Regions from separate parts of the Mus musculus genome. Here regions 2 and 3 are each linked to region 1. The links are chromatin contacts, called in public Hi-C maps. All regions are on one chromosome and are shown on one strand. Each heading gives the region's core, a stretch centred on a gene start, on an enhancer-like site or on the middle of the called end of the contact. The rest is flanking DNA. Distances are from core to core; before and after follow the strand shown. Region 1 holds the start of Wdr1 (WD repeat domain 1). Region 2 holds the start of Dnajc2 (DnaJ heat shock protein family (Hsp40) member C2). Region 3 holds the start of Paxip1 (PAX interacting (with transcription-activation domain) protein 1).

Region 1 (4,536 bases), core at 1,522-4,021:
AAGTGGACACGTAAGGGAATGTACCTTGGTGGCTAGCTTTAGGAATGTAATCTAATGGGTTTGTAGCAAGGCAGGGGGGAATGGGGAGAAGAGCAAGGCCTGCCAAAGCCATGTTTACCATGCTCAGGCTGGCTAGAGTCCCTTCAATCTTACTGGCCACAGTGGTCGACTCTATGCATAATCAAGGAGCCAGAATAGGCCCAAGTGCTGAGGCAGCTTGGAGCAGAGTAGCAGTGGTAAGAAAGCACAGATTCAAGCTAAGGGCTTTCATAAACACTGGATTCAATGACGGACCGAATGTGGAGGATGAGGTTGGGTGAGGTTTCTGCCGTTGCGATGAGGCTGGACCACTCCGTAGTCAGTGTGGGAAAGAACAAGCCAAAGGAGCCTGCAATGAGGAGGGAGGGGCAGGCAGGGCATTCATCTCAGTTGGCCCGTGTGTCTGTTTGAAGAGCTAGCAGCTTTTAAGACTCCCATAGACAGTGATGGAGGCATCTGGGTACAAAGACAAAGTGGTTACAAGTGGCCAGGCTAATTTCTAGAGACTGAAGTCATTGTATGGACACATCAAGTGTTTCCTCACTTGACTTCCTGCTGGACAAACCTAGCTGCTTGACTCCAAACATTAGTGCTGGCAGGTGTAGCCAATCTGTTCCTTGCATGGGAACTTCAACTATTTCACACACCCGAGTGCCCCCTCTACTAAAACCTGGAAAACTTGACGCATGGTACATGATTTTTTAAAGTGCAACAGAGTCTGGATTCTGCCAGAGAGCTTGGCCCCAAAGTGTTTTGTAGGATCACTCTCAGTGTCAGTACCAAGGCTTGATGCACATAGGACAGCTATCAGCTTGTAAAGAGCTTGGAGCTGGTGTTACCCCAGCAGTCTTTGTACCATGCTGAGTGGGAACTTTAGTGTGGTTTAGAAAGGTTATCGCTGTTATCTAAAACAATTCTAGTAAATAAGAAAGTCACAGTCTACACTATCTTCTGTCCCAGAATCCTAGGACAGACCTCTTGCTTGTTGAAAATATCCCTAGCACATCCCTAGGACAGTGCTCGACCAGACCCAGGGAAAGTGTCTTTCATCTGCACAGTGCAGTGAGGTCGCTAGAAGACTAACAGTGGGACTGTTCTGAAATCATAATTGTAGTTAAGGAGCCATGTGTTGCTGGTGGGCAGTTTGGTGGTTCTATGGCAACATCAACAATGCAAATGGGGAAAGCAAACTAAGGACCCCAGGAAGTTGCAGTGTAAAGGCTGGGACAGACAGGTGAATCATTGAGATAGTAGCTGGAAGTCACCACTTTTGAGAGAAATTAACCAGGTGGTACTGGCATTCCTTCTAGGCACCACCCCACAGTTCCCTGCAACAAACAGGTATGCCTGACTCACTATAAAAGGGGCTACTTGCCCCTTCCTCATTCTCTTCTCTTGCTCCCTTCCTCTTCTGTCCCTTTTCTTCCGGATCCCCGCCCCCCCCCCCCAAACCAACTCCAAATGTTCATGGCTGGCCTCTACTCTGTCTTTCTGTCTCTACTATCCCCTCAACTCTCCTCCCCATGTCCTAAATAAGCTATTTCCATATTATACTGTTCTGTGGCTGGTACCTCAGGGGGAGGGGATGCCTCAGTTCAGGATGGGCCCTCAGAGGCACCCCTTTCCCCCACAACATACTGCACCTCCACCAAACATATCCCTGGCTTCTTTTTCTTTTCTTTTCTTTTTTTATATAAAACATAACAGGTGGGATCCCTAGACAAGCAATCCTGGCAAACAAAAGGTCACAGAGGGCAGGGGGTAACATTCATAGAACCTTAAAAATACTAGTCTATCAGCACAAGAGACTAGGTACTAAGGAAAACAGACTTTTCAAAAAATACTGAGGTTCCCACACAGGACCTACCGAGTACACTTAAACTCTTCTCTACGAAACCTGGGCACTCCTATAGGCTATAAATTCATTTAACTGCTAACTAGATGGCAGTTAAGATTAAGATAAGCTAGAGGAGAATCAGGTGGGTGTCCAGGTGAACCAGGAGAGTGGGGTGGGACTGGTCCGCAGGGTAATTAACAAACCTGGCTCCAAAGCAGAAATGGACTTTTTCATTTGCTGCAAATTCCTAAGAGCTCTCCTTTGAAAGCCCACTTTCCGGGTTTCCAACTAGGGCTTCAGAACTTTTCAATCAAGTAACCAGAGGACTTCATCTTGCCCTAATCAAAACCTGCGAGACTCAGAAAATTCCAGGTTTTGCTTTCTTTCCCTCTCCATGAAAAGAATTCCACCCTCACGCCCTCCCCAGAGCGTGTTAGGAAACAACCCCTGCCATCCTTAAGAATTACAGTTCTTTATTCTTGGCTTCTTTGCTACTAGGAAGTTTCATGCAGGAGGGAGAGGGAGTGAGACGGGGAAGTTCCTAAACATACCCAGTGAAAGGCAAACAAACAAAACCCCATACGCCCAGTGGCTTCAAGTCTTTTGCAAGCCGGGGCGCCAAGCTGGCGTTGGAAAGCTCGAGAAAGATCTGCTCCACAAGAAGGCTCCCGGTGCAAAGGCAGACAGCCCAAGAAAAAAAACCCTCCCGCCCCGCACCTACAACCCTCCGCGCCGCCTTTTCACGGGTCGCGTCACGTCACTTCCGGGGCGGGCCCGCAAGCGGGGCGGGGCGGTGTCCGCGCAGGCTCGTGGGGCTGCAGCCTCCGAGCCGAGCGCTTGACTATATATGGTCAAAGCTGGGGGCGAGCCGCGCCGGGGCCGCGCTTCCGGGTTGGGTTGTCCGCAGCGGTAGCGCGCGGGGCAGGCGCGTACGGGTCTCGGAGCCGGGTCTCGGACCGCCCCCTCCGCGCCCGGCACGCCCGGCGCCGCCTTCCGCGCTGTCCCTGGGCTCGGCCACTGCGAGGTTCCACTCGAGCGCAGCGCCGTAACAAGTGGGCGAGGATGCCGTACGAGATCAGTGAGTGCGTGGGCCTCCGCGCGCGGCCGCCGGCTTCTGGGGTCGGGTGCAGGCGGGAGGGCGCGGCCGGGGTCTTGCACGGCCGCGGGGGTGCGGGCCGGGGACCCCGGAGTGGGCGTTGTGGACTGGGCCGGCCGAGCTGCGGGAGGGACCCCGGGGCCTGACCGCCGCCGCCCGGGAAGTCCGCCGGTCGTGCCCGCAGGCGGCAACAGGTGACCGGCTCGGGACCCCCAGCGCTGACTGACTGCAACTCCCTGGGTCCCGCGAGGCCGGGATTGCCCCTCATGCACCGTGCCGGGTTTGTATCTCCCCAGAGAAGGTGTTCGCCAGCCTCCCCCAGGTGGAGCGGGGCGTCTCTAAGATCCTCGGTGGAGACCCCAAGGGCGATCATTTCCTCTACACCAATGGCAAGTGCGTCATCCTAAGAAACATCGATGTGAGTACTCTTGTGCCCGGCGGGGCCTGCTTCCGTCCCTACCCTGCGAGCTACCTTCAGAGTCGGGAAATTCTTGCCCTTCCGCCCCCTCACCTCCCAGTCAGTTGGCCTGGGGAGAGGGGAGCCACGCCCCTTCTGCCCAGGAGCCACACCTTGGAGGCTCAGTGGACTGGACTGGACTGGTGGTGGTGTCATCCACCTCTACCCCCACAGCCCCGTAGACTGGCAAACTAAGACTTGGGTCTCTTCAGTCCTTAGAGCCAAGGGCTTTGAGTCTGCTGCTGCTTGATCATGGGGTGGCTGTTGATTGGCCCTTCCTGAGCCCAGTTTCCGCATTGGGGAAATGGAGATAGGGAAATGATCCTCCACTTCCCCTGGCTGCCTTGGCTGGCTGAATGAGCTGGTCAGCTGTCCTAATGCTGTCTGTACCTGGCATAAATGGAGCACTTGGTAAATGGCCCTTGTGCTTAATCATCCTAATACCCTGGGCTTCCTGGTATGCTAGAGCCCAGGCCTACACACCCTGTCCTCTGAATGCCAACTGTTACAGACTTGAGTCTCTGAGAGGAAACAGGAACTAGTGAATTCCTCTGGATGGTTCTCTGAAAATGACCTGCTGTCCCCAGAGCAGCAGCTTTTTGGGAGGCCCTTGCAAATTCATGTTTTTTTCCTCTGGTTGTTGAAATGAGTCAGTCTGCTGGGCCTCCTCTCCATTTCCAGGATGTGGCTCAAATCTTGTCTCTCCCGTGCTCAGGCCTGAGGAATGGTGTAGGGTAGAAGCTGAAGGCTGGACTTAGGGCTATGCTTGGCAAAGGGCTGCTAGAGGGGTGGAGGGTTTGATTGACTCTTCCACCAAGGCTGTCACCTTCAGCTCCTGCACGCCAGGAACATCATTAGTCAGGTGAAGTAGCTCATGACACCCCTATCCTCCAAGAGCCTCCCAGCTGGCTGAGGGTAGACCCCAGTTTTTTTGTAAAAAGAGGCTGCAGTTTTGAACTGTGGTGGCTGCTGGCTGTGTCTTTGTAAGTCTGGTTAAACCCGACCAGTCATCAGTCCTGTGCTGGCTTCTGACCTCTACAGGATTGTTGGGCACCTCAAGTGAGGTGGAAGTTTGGGTATGAGCCTGCCTTGCTAGTTACACAGATT
Region 2 (4,536 bases), core at 1,422-3,921, about 17 Mb after region 1:
ATAGGTGCTAGGAGAGTTGAAGTTGTTAAGAAAGGGAAGAGCGAGACACAGCAACATTGAAAAATAGTTCTTAAGGTAAAAGAAATTTAAAACTAAGTATGAAGATAAAGCTAAAAATGGTAAAAAACAAAACAAAACAAACAAAACAAAACAAGAGCAAAAAAGAGGGGAGTGGGGGAAAAAACTAAAAAAGGTGTGGGGATGAAGATTACATCCAAATTTTGACTACATATCATACATGAGTGAAAAAAAATGTCAACAAGCCTAGTCTCTGTGGGAGTCATTTGGCAATAATGATACCCCTGCTTCTAGAATTTAGCCTGTAACTTCCATGTGATAGGTTCTATAACACGGTCATTTGTGAACTGTTAACAATCGAAATCTCCACCAATAATTAAATGTTATTGTACTACCACAACATAGGACAATAAGCACATGGAGGGAACAGCACTTGCTATCACGAAATCTCTAAATTCAAGATGCTGATATACAGCAAGACACATTATGACAGACACACTCGAGTCTTGTTAAAAATATCTAGAAAAAAAAGAGTAAAATGGCAATTCACTTCGTGGCTGGAATCATGGGGTCAAGATGAGAGTTTATCTCTTCTATCTCTCTTGTACCATCGTGTTTCAGGATTGTCGCTACACAGTGACAATCTGTAGCCAAGCTGCTACAACTGGGAAGGAGGGAACAGGGCCGGGAGGTAGAATTCACAGCCCACCTGGCTGGCCACTTTTTGAAGACCTGCAAGACTTCAGGAGATACAGAACCTCAGCGCCTGGTAAAATATTCGAGGGGGCGGACGTGAGGCAGACAGACAGACAGACGGGGCTGCGGCCCAGAGCGGTCACCGCTCGGATCTAAGGCCGGCAGGGCACCGAGGCGGCGGGAATCCTGCGCCTCTGCGGTGCCAGCGCCGGCCGCTCCCGGCCCGTGTCCTCTCACCTCGGATGGGCTTGTCGTCCTTCTCCTCCTCTTTGGTTTTCCGCTGGTCCGCACCTAGGTAATCCGGCATTTTAGAAGCCGCAAGTGCCTCCGCGTCTCGGTGATTACACAGCACCTTTCCCGCTTCCGCTGGTGTCTTCCCTTTCTCTTCCCCACCGGAAGTAGCTCCGCGCCCGGGCGCCGGTTCCCTGGACATCTGGGGACTGCACGCACGGCTGACGGGAGGAAGGGTTGTCTGGTGGAAGGAAACGCGTGTTCACCCCGCTCCCTCACAACTCCAGTCTTTTTTAGATACCCGAATAGGAACGTCCAAGATTAGCCCTAGCTCAGTTGATGACCTAAAATCGTGATTTAGTCACTAGTAAATAATACACATAGGCGGGTAGTTTATTTCATCTCTAAATAGTTTGCCTCGCAAGACTGGAAAGGCGCTACAGAGCAGGCCTTGTAGAATGCCTGGCAGTTTGGACGCAGTTAATTGGTGGCTAGATCTACAAATTGAATAAAGATAATGCATTTCTGTTAGGGAGTGTGTATCCAGGTTATACAAAGATCCACAACAAGAAAGGAATCTGGTTGTTATGACAGGAAAGGAGGAGGGAAGATTAAAAGATAGAGGGAAGGAAAGTAGGTAAAGAATTTGGACATATTTCTCTAGAGGAGATACACAAATGCCAATAAACGGACGCATGAAAGGATGTTAAAATCAAAAGCACGTCATTCTCTTTAGGATGGTTCCTCCTCCTCCTCCTCCTCCTCCTCCTCCTCCTCCTTCTCCTCCTCCTTCCCCTCTCTCTTTCTCTCTCTCCTTCTTAAGACTGGCTCTGCGTGGTCCTGGCTATCTAGCAACAGATCAGGCTGTCTGAGAACTTAGAGGTATCTGCTGCGACAAAGGCTGTGCGCCACCATGACCGACCCATGGATCACTATTATGTTTAAAAAGAAAGTTTGACCGGATGTTGAAAAAAAAAATAGATGCTGTTTACACTGTTGGTGTAAAATACTGCAGTGCTTGCGAAAAACTGAAAATAACTAAAATAAAATCTATATAAACTAGTTATCCTACTGCTAAATATCAAATGCCAAAAAGTTGGAAATAGGATTTCAAAGAGATCCGTGTACAGCCCTATTTATAGCTGCATTAGCAAAGGCCAAATGAAGAATAACCCAAGTACCCAAATACATAAGATGGGTAAACAAAAATGTGGTTATGGGAATATAGTATTATTTGGCCTTAAAAAAATAAATTCTGTGACCATTATACTAGTGAATACACCGCTCACATAGAGACAATGTTATAATATATAACATTATTAATATAACAATACAATGATATATAGTTATATGATTCCACTTTTATGAGGTACCTAGAGATTGGTGGTAGCTCAGCACTTGGGAGATTTAAACAGGATATTCACAAGTTAGAGGCCGGCCTGGGTGACAAAAGTGAGTGAAGTTCTTTTTCAAAATTATTTCCTCCGTCTTGCTCTCACGTGAAAAAACAAACAAAAAAACAAAACAAAAACCAAAACAATCCTTTTCACGTAGGAACTGATGCGTCTAGGAACTGTTCCTTCGAGCTCCTTGGTCTCCGGTCGGTTTAGAGTCACAGAGGAAGTAGGCGGCCGCGCGCATTGGCGCGAGGCCGTGGGGGTGGGGTTGGCGGCCGCGCCGTGCGAGCCCCATCCCGGAAGTGCTCACTGGTCGTCTCCATGCGCCGGCTCCGGGGCGTAAAGCCTAGGCGCGAGGCTCAGACCACAGGTAGTGCGGACGCGGAGGGCCCTGCCTGCCGGCCGTGAGCCGCGGCGTCCGCGGGACCAGCCCCAACCAGCATGCTGCTCCTGCCGAGCGCCGCGGAGGGCCAGGGCACCGCCATCACCCACGCTCTGACCTCCGGTACGTGCCCACCAACCCAGTTTCCGCCCTGCCTCGGGCGCCCCTGCCCCAGCCCTGTCCCTAGCAACCCCTGGCTCGGTAGCCTTGACCCCGGCAATCTGCTCCGGGACTCGGGGGACTGTGACGAGCCCCTGCTGCTCAGTGCTGTAATTTGAAGTGTCCCCGGTTTCTCGGAAAGGAGGGTGGGGGCGTCTTCCTTGTGCACCTGTGGTTCCTTCATCCTGGTGAGGCTGCTGACTCACGGAGCGGGCTGAACAGCTGAGGACCGAGCCCTCCTGTACCCCGAAAGGCCCCCTAAGGCACCCCCCCTGCCCACGGCGGAGCGACCCCGCTGCACGCACCCGCGTGCCGGGAGAGATACAAAGCCTTGTAAACGCTGTTCAGCCCTTCGCCTCCACCTTTGCTCCCGGCTGTGTATTTTGCTTGTCGGAACTCAGAACTTCCTCATTCCGTTGGAAGCCCCCTGTGAATGCTCCTGGACAGCTTGGCGTACACCAAGGATGGTTAAAAGCACAACTTAGCCTCCTGCTGTAGGGGTTTTGGTTTATAGCCCTGCACGCCAGAAAGTATTTCAAGTGTCGGGTCTCTCATTTTAATGATCTACATTAATTCCCATAGCCGCTTACCGTGGGCACTTGTTGAATATAATTTTTAAATGTTTCCCATGGCACGTGTTGCGTTTGTGTGTCGCGGTAATCCTGTAGTGAGGGAAAGGCTTCCAAGACACGGTTTTGAAAGCCACGCCCCCGCTACTCAGCCGGTTCATTTTCGCGTTTGACTCCTCTCCTGTGTTAGGTGGAGGAAATCTTAATATCATAAGCCAGTTAAAACGTGAAAAAGAAAGGGTCTTAGAAAATGATGCCCACAAATTGTGCACCAGAAAATTGCCCTTTGATTTCTTAAGAAATTAAAATTATGATCTTTTTTCCTGACACAGATTACCATTTTTTAATTTCTGTTATACATATCTACAGTTATTTATTCCATGTTACTTTCTCTACAACAGTTTAAAGCTTTAAAACTGCATTCGAATATTCTAGGAACTGGGTGAGATAGGTATTGTTTCCATCCTGAAATGATTCAATCTGTTTCAAGAAATTTACAGTTCTAGATTAAAGCCCTGAAATTCTGGGTTTACATCCAGCCTGTGTTATTAAGACATAGAAACGGTAATGAGTTCTCAGCATTGGCTTGGAAAATTGTCTATTTCAACAGATTATTGTTAGAGAATCCTTAGAATTATTAACCATTTTAATAGCTAATCTGTTAATAATTAAGATCGCATGAGTGTGCAGTCTTTGTTTTTTGGTAGCTTTTTATCATTTTTTTTATTACTATTACTCGTTTCTTGCCTTCCCTTCTCACATCATCAGGAAAATATTGATTAGCTGCTGAAATTATTTTCTTATGCTTAAAAAAAATAACTGATCAAGTGTTTTTGAGTGCCACACAGCATGTGTGCAGAGATCAGAAGAAAAGTCCATGGAGTCAGGTCTCTCCTACCTTCATATGGGTTCTGGGCATTGAGCTCACCTCATCAACCTTAGTGGCACATCAACTGGAAGAGACTGCTGGAATAAAAAGATGTTACCAATGATAATTTGTTACCCAGGGTGCAACTGGGATTTTTATAGTTGGTGGTTTTAAAATTATATTCTGACATCATTGTTCTGCTCTCCCTAAGAAACT
Region 3 (4,536 bases), core at 728-3,227, about 11 Mb after region 1:
TGGCTCAGTGGTTAAGAGCACCGACTGCTCTTCCATAGGCCCTGAGTTCAATTCCCAGCAACCACATGGTGCCTCACAACTATTTCTAAGGGAGTCTGATGCCCTCTTCTGGTGTGTCTGAAGAAAGCAATGGTGGTGTAATCATATACATAAAATAAATAAATCTTTTTAAAAAAATACCTAACTTTACTGGGTGTGTAGTCACCTAAACAGAACAACTAAATGAAAACACTGTATACTTATCCAAATGTATTTTTAGTTTATTAAAGATTTTTTAGTTCGTTTGCCTGCATAATTTGTATGTGTAGGGCTTCAGAACTCTTGTAACTGGAGGTGCAGACAGCTGGAAGTTCTCATACACATACATCATTCATACATAGAAACACACATGCACACACACTCTACTGACTTCCAAAGCGCCATAAGAAAATACTATCTCAATCATCTCCTTTGGTTTCTCATGGCAGAGGGGACTGTACTCCCATTACTGTGTTTTCTAGTTTCACATTCACTTTTTGCCTGTGCTTGTAGTACCCAGTGCTTGTAATAGTCTCAGACACCAGAAGGGTATTGGAGCTCCTGGAACTGAAGTTATAGGTGGCTGTGAACATCCGTGTGGATGTCAGGAATCAAATCTGGGTCCTTTGCTAGAGCAGTAAATGATCCTAATTGCCAAGCCATTTGTTTTTAACCTAACTGAACTCAGTTTATCCAACTTAAACAGGGTGCTTATTTTCTGATCGCTGTAAAACAAAATGGCTCTGCTCTGAGTTCGTTTGAGACTATAAGAACATCAACACCCGGGGGGGAGGGGGGGGCGCTGGGGAGATGGCTCAGCGGTTAAGAGCACTGACTGCTCTTCCAAAGGCCGAGTTCAAATCCCAGAAACCACAAGGTACAAGGTGGCTCACAACCATCAGTAATGAGATCTGATGCCCTCTTCTGATGTGTCTACAGTGTACGTACATATTATAATAATAAATACATCTTAAAAAAAAAAAAGAACAACACTCTATCTGCATGAAGGTCACAGAAAACACAAAACTTGATTAAAGAGCAGTATCACGAGTTGCGGGACTTGTCATTCTGCGAGCGCCCCACAGCAGTTTCAGCTTGTCATTGTTTCCTGTAACTTTACACATCCATATTTAATATAATTATCTGCTAAGATAATTTTTATAGATTTTGCTGTTTACCTTTAAAAACTATGTTGACCGAGGGTTGGACGGCTCAGCAGTTCAGAACACTTGGTTCTCTTGCAGCATCTCCAAATTTGGTTCCCAACACCCACGTGTCGTGTAACTTCAGTTCCAGGGGATCCTGAAGCCACCTTCTGACTGTTGTGGGCACCAGACACTCACAGGGTGCAGATACATACATGCAGGGAAAACTCCAATACACGTAGAAAAATGTACATTTATTTAGAGAGTGTGTGTGTAATGTGTGTACGTGTGTGCGCAACAGTGTGCTTGTGGAGGCCAGAGAACAACTTGCTGGAGCCGGTTCTTGCTTGCCATCACGTGTGTCCCAGGGATCGAACTCAGATTGGCGGCAGATGTCTGCCTGCTGAGCTATGTCGCCGGCTCCTACTTTGCTCTTAACCTGCCTCATCGAAGATCAGTTCCCCGCCAACTACCTCAGTAGATGCGGAAGGGGCAGACGAAGGAAAGTAACCATTAGCCAGGGTCTGCCTGACTCTGGGCCGGATCGCGTGCTGTCCAACAGCAGCGCTGGCGACAGCTGAAGAGCGAACGCTGGATTGTTCAGGTCCCCTTCCGTGCCGAGGCTCCGCCTCCTTGGCGCATGCGCTGTCAGGTGGCCGCACGGGGTGACGGGAGTCCCGCCCAGGACCCGCCCCCTGGCTAGTCCACTGCGGCCATGTGAGGGAAATAGTCTCTCTGTGTCCTCGGTTCTCGGTCGTGAAAACTCGGCCGGGACAAGGCTGCCATGTGCCGTACGAACTATTGTAGACCATCAGCACTGATGCCCGAAGCGGTGGTGTAAGGAGCGCTGTGCGGCGCGCAAGGCGGGAGGGTCCCACATACTCCCCTGCCGAGCTGGTGTGGTGGTACGTGCCTCAGGGCGCGCACGGCTCCCGCGCTCCGGGCCTCGGACGGGCGGGGGCGCGGGTCCGAGTGCAGCTGCGGCTGCGGGCCGGGCTGTGCCGCCGGGCAGTAGGCAGAGCTACGACGCTGGGCGCGGCGGGCCGGGTGACGCGGGGCCGGGCGCCGCCGCGCCGCCGCGATCATGTCGGAGCCGGCGCCCGAAGTTCCAGAGGAGCTATTCCGCGAGGTCAAGTACTACGCGGTGGGCGACATCGACCCGCAGGTACCGCCCGCGCGGGGCCCCTCTGCCGGGCCATTCCCCCCGCACGCCCCCGCCTCGTCGCGCGCGCGCCCTGCAGGACCCCAGGCCGGAGCCGCGGGGCACGCCGGGCAGCGAAGGGCCGCGGGAAGGGCCTCGCGAGCACCGACCTAGCGCAGCGGCCGGCCGAGCATCTTGCCGGGGCCCTGCTGAGCGTGTCCCTTGCCAAGGGGCCTGTCCTCCCGGCCCCTGATTTTTCCCTTAGGGTGGATTGTACGGTAGGTATGGAAGGTACCCTTGCTTACACGGTCACCGTGATTCGTGCGTGTGATCGTGGGTCTGAATCCATCCACAGGACAGTGGCTGTGATCGTGGTATCTTCAGGACAGTGCCCCAAACATTTCTTTTCTAAACTATGCTTACAGTTGTGTCGCCTTCGGTGTCTGGTAATGTAAGCTAAACGGGTCCTAAGGAAGGAATTGTCCAAGAGCCACTGAGCTTGGCTTTCCAGAGACTCATACTTGTATCCTAGTAACCAAAGTCCGTTGGGTCTTCGGTTGTGTGATCAGTGATTGTAGCTGACTTTTTCTAGTACCGATCACCCCACTACTACCACCACATTTCTTCTTTTACCCTTTCTTGTTCTTCGTTTTAGGACTTTTGCTCTTATAAGGGCCTTGGACTAAATGTCACTTAAAACCAAGAACACATTGAGCTGCGCTGTTTGCCCAACTATGTGTGAAATCTGAGTGCTTTAAAAAAATCCCCCTTGTAAGCCCTTGTATTCTGAAATAGTGCCTTCTTTAAAAGGTTTAGAGCCAGGGCACCCATTCTTTAAGTTTTGTAATACAGATTGAGGAAGCTCACAGGTGGTGAGCACCCCAGTACAGTCTGGGCATCGGGCCTGGTACACGGAGTGCCGTAGAAGAGTGCCCTTGAATACTGAGTCCTACAAATACAACAGGTGGAGGTGCTGGAGGTGTTGAGTGTTAAACGGATATTGAGTCCAAGAAGTTGTTTGTGTGGAGTGCGTGTGCTAGGCATTAAAGGCATTTGTGTATACTTGGCCCGAGTCCTGACGGTCACTGGGCATAGTTACAGTGTGGCTCCTGTGAGATGGAATTAGTAATGCGCAGTTTGAGGAGGTTTGAGTGTCCTTGCGAATACAGAGAAAAGATGGACAGCGCAGTCAGACTTGTTTCTGGAAATTTGTCATGAAGAGAAAGCCCTGGGACCTGAGAAGGCGAGGCCAGGGAGGGCTTGCTGTGTTCATGTTTCTGAGTGATGCGAGGCTAAAGCCGGTGGATGAAGTCTGTGTATGAAGGTAAAGTTACTTGGTCCAGGGAAGCCAGCTCGTGGCTGGGGACTGTCGGTTTTCCATGCAGTGGGTACAGACCTCCTCGGCTGCTCCAGTTCTGAGATGGTGCTTGCAGACTATTCGAGACTGCATTGCTTTCAGCTCTTCCTTGACTCCGGCCTGCACACCACTGTCAAGTTGTTCTCCTCTGATGCCTGGTGGCTGCCTCGTTGACTCTCAGAACTTTGACTCCCATCTGCAATAGGTTATCTCTGGAGAGCCACATTCCTCTCTCAATGTGACCGAGAGACTCTCACCAGATCACACAGGACCAAAAGTAGTGTGCCCACACTGAAACCCAGCAGTGCCTCTTCCTCTCTCTGCTTCCAGTCAATCCCTCCGAGAGATGCCCGCATTTCCATTTCGGCTTTTCTGCTGTGCTTACACCTTGTCTAGTTACTGTGTGATTAATTCTATTCCATTCTGTTTGCTGCTGACATTTCTCTAGTGACCTGCCTCTTCCAGTAGTGAGAGTGGTCACAGTTGTGTCTTAACAAGTACTCCCATGTTGATGTCCATCTGTAAGATCTGGTGGTGCTATCTTCATTTGCGATATCCTTCCCTGACTTAAGGAAAGACTGCTATGCATAGCACTAAAGACTACACTGACCATGACTTGCTGCAGGCCAGTGTTAAGTAGGATAACAGAGCCCATAAACTTTAGTCGCCTGCCTTAACTTTGGGACTTGCTGACCATGGTTGGATCTGAGTTCCCCCGCTAGGCCCTACCTTGGTATATATATTTTGTTTGATGAACATCTATAAGTTAGGATTCTCCTGGTGGGTCTCTGCTTCTAGAAACTTCCTAACAATAGTGGAACCAGTCCTCAGCCTTTGGGTTGGATACCTGGAACAGGTACTCTATAGAACTCAGC

What was found. Hi-C and Micro-C count contacts between places; a contact is called where the count stands out from the background.
Region 2: a contact with region 1 is called in a Hi-C map of muscle stem cells, with 6 times the contacts expected there. The contact joins the promoter of Dnajc2 here to the promoter of Wdr1 in region 1. A contact is called at or near these places in 2 of 484 Hi-C or Micro-C datasets (CD4 T cells and muscle stem cells).
Region 3: a contact with region 1 is called in a Hi-C map of muscle stem cells, with 6 times the contacts expected there. The contact joins the promoter of Paxip1 here to the promoter of Wdr1 in region 1. A contact is called at or near these places in 2 of 484 Hi-C or Micro-C datasets (muscle stem cells and uterus).

The regions. Positions count from the first base shown.
Region 1 is chr5:38,559,934-38,564,469 of GRCm38.p6, reverse strand. It overlaps Wdr1 (WD repeat domain 1), which reads left to right and starts at 2,771. Exons shown (of 15, transcript NM_011715.3): 1 at 2,771-2,954; 2 at 3,269-3,390. The coding sequence starts at 2,939.
Region 2 is chr5:21,783,300-21,787,835 of GRCm38.p6, reverse strand. It overlaps Dnajc2 (DnaJ heat shock protein family (Hsp40) member C2), which reads left to right and starts at 2,671. Exons shown (of 17, transcript NM_009584.4): 1 at 2,671-2,847. The coding sequence starts at 2,784. Psmc2 (proteasome (prosome, macropain) 26S subunit, ATPase 2) reads right to left here and starts at 1,089. Exons shown (of 12, transcript NM_001368661.1): 1 at 952-1,089. The coding sequence starts at 1,021.
Region 3 is chr5:27,788,991-27,793,526 of GRCm38.p6, reverse strand. It overlaps Paxip1 (PAX interacting (with transcription-activation domain) protein 1), which reads left to right and starts at 1,977. Exons shown (of 21, transcript NM_018878.3): 1 at 1,977-2,328. The coding sequence starts at 2,248.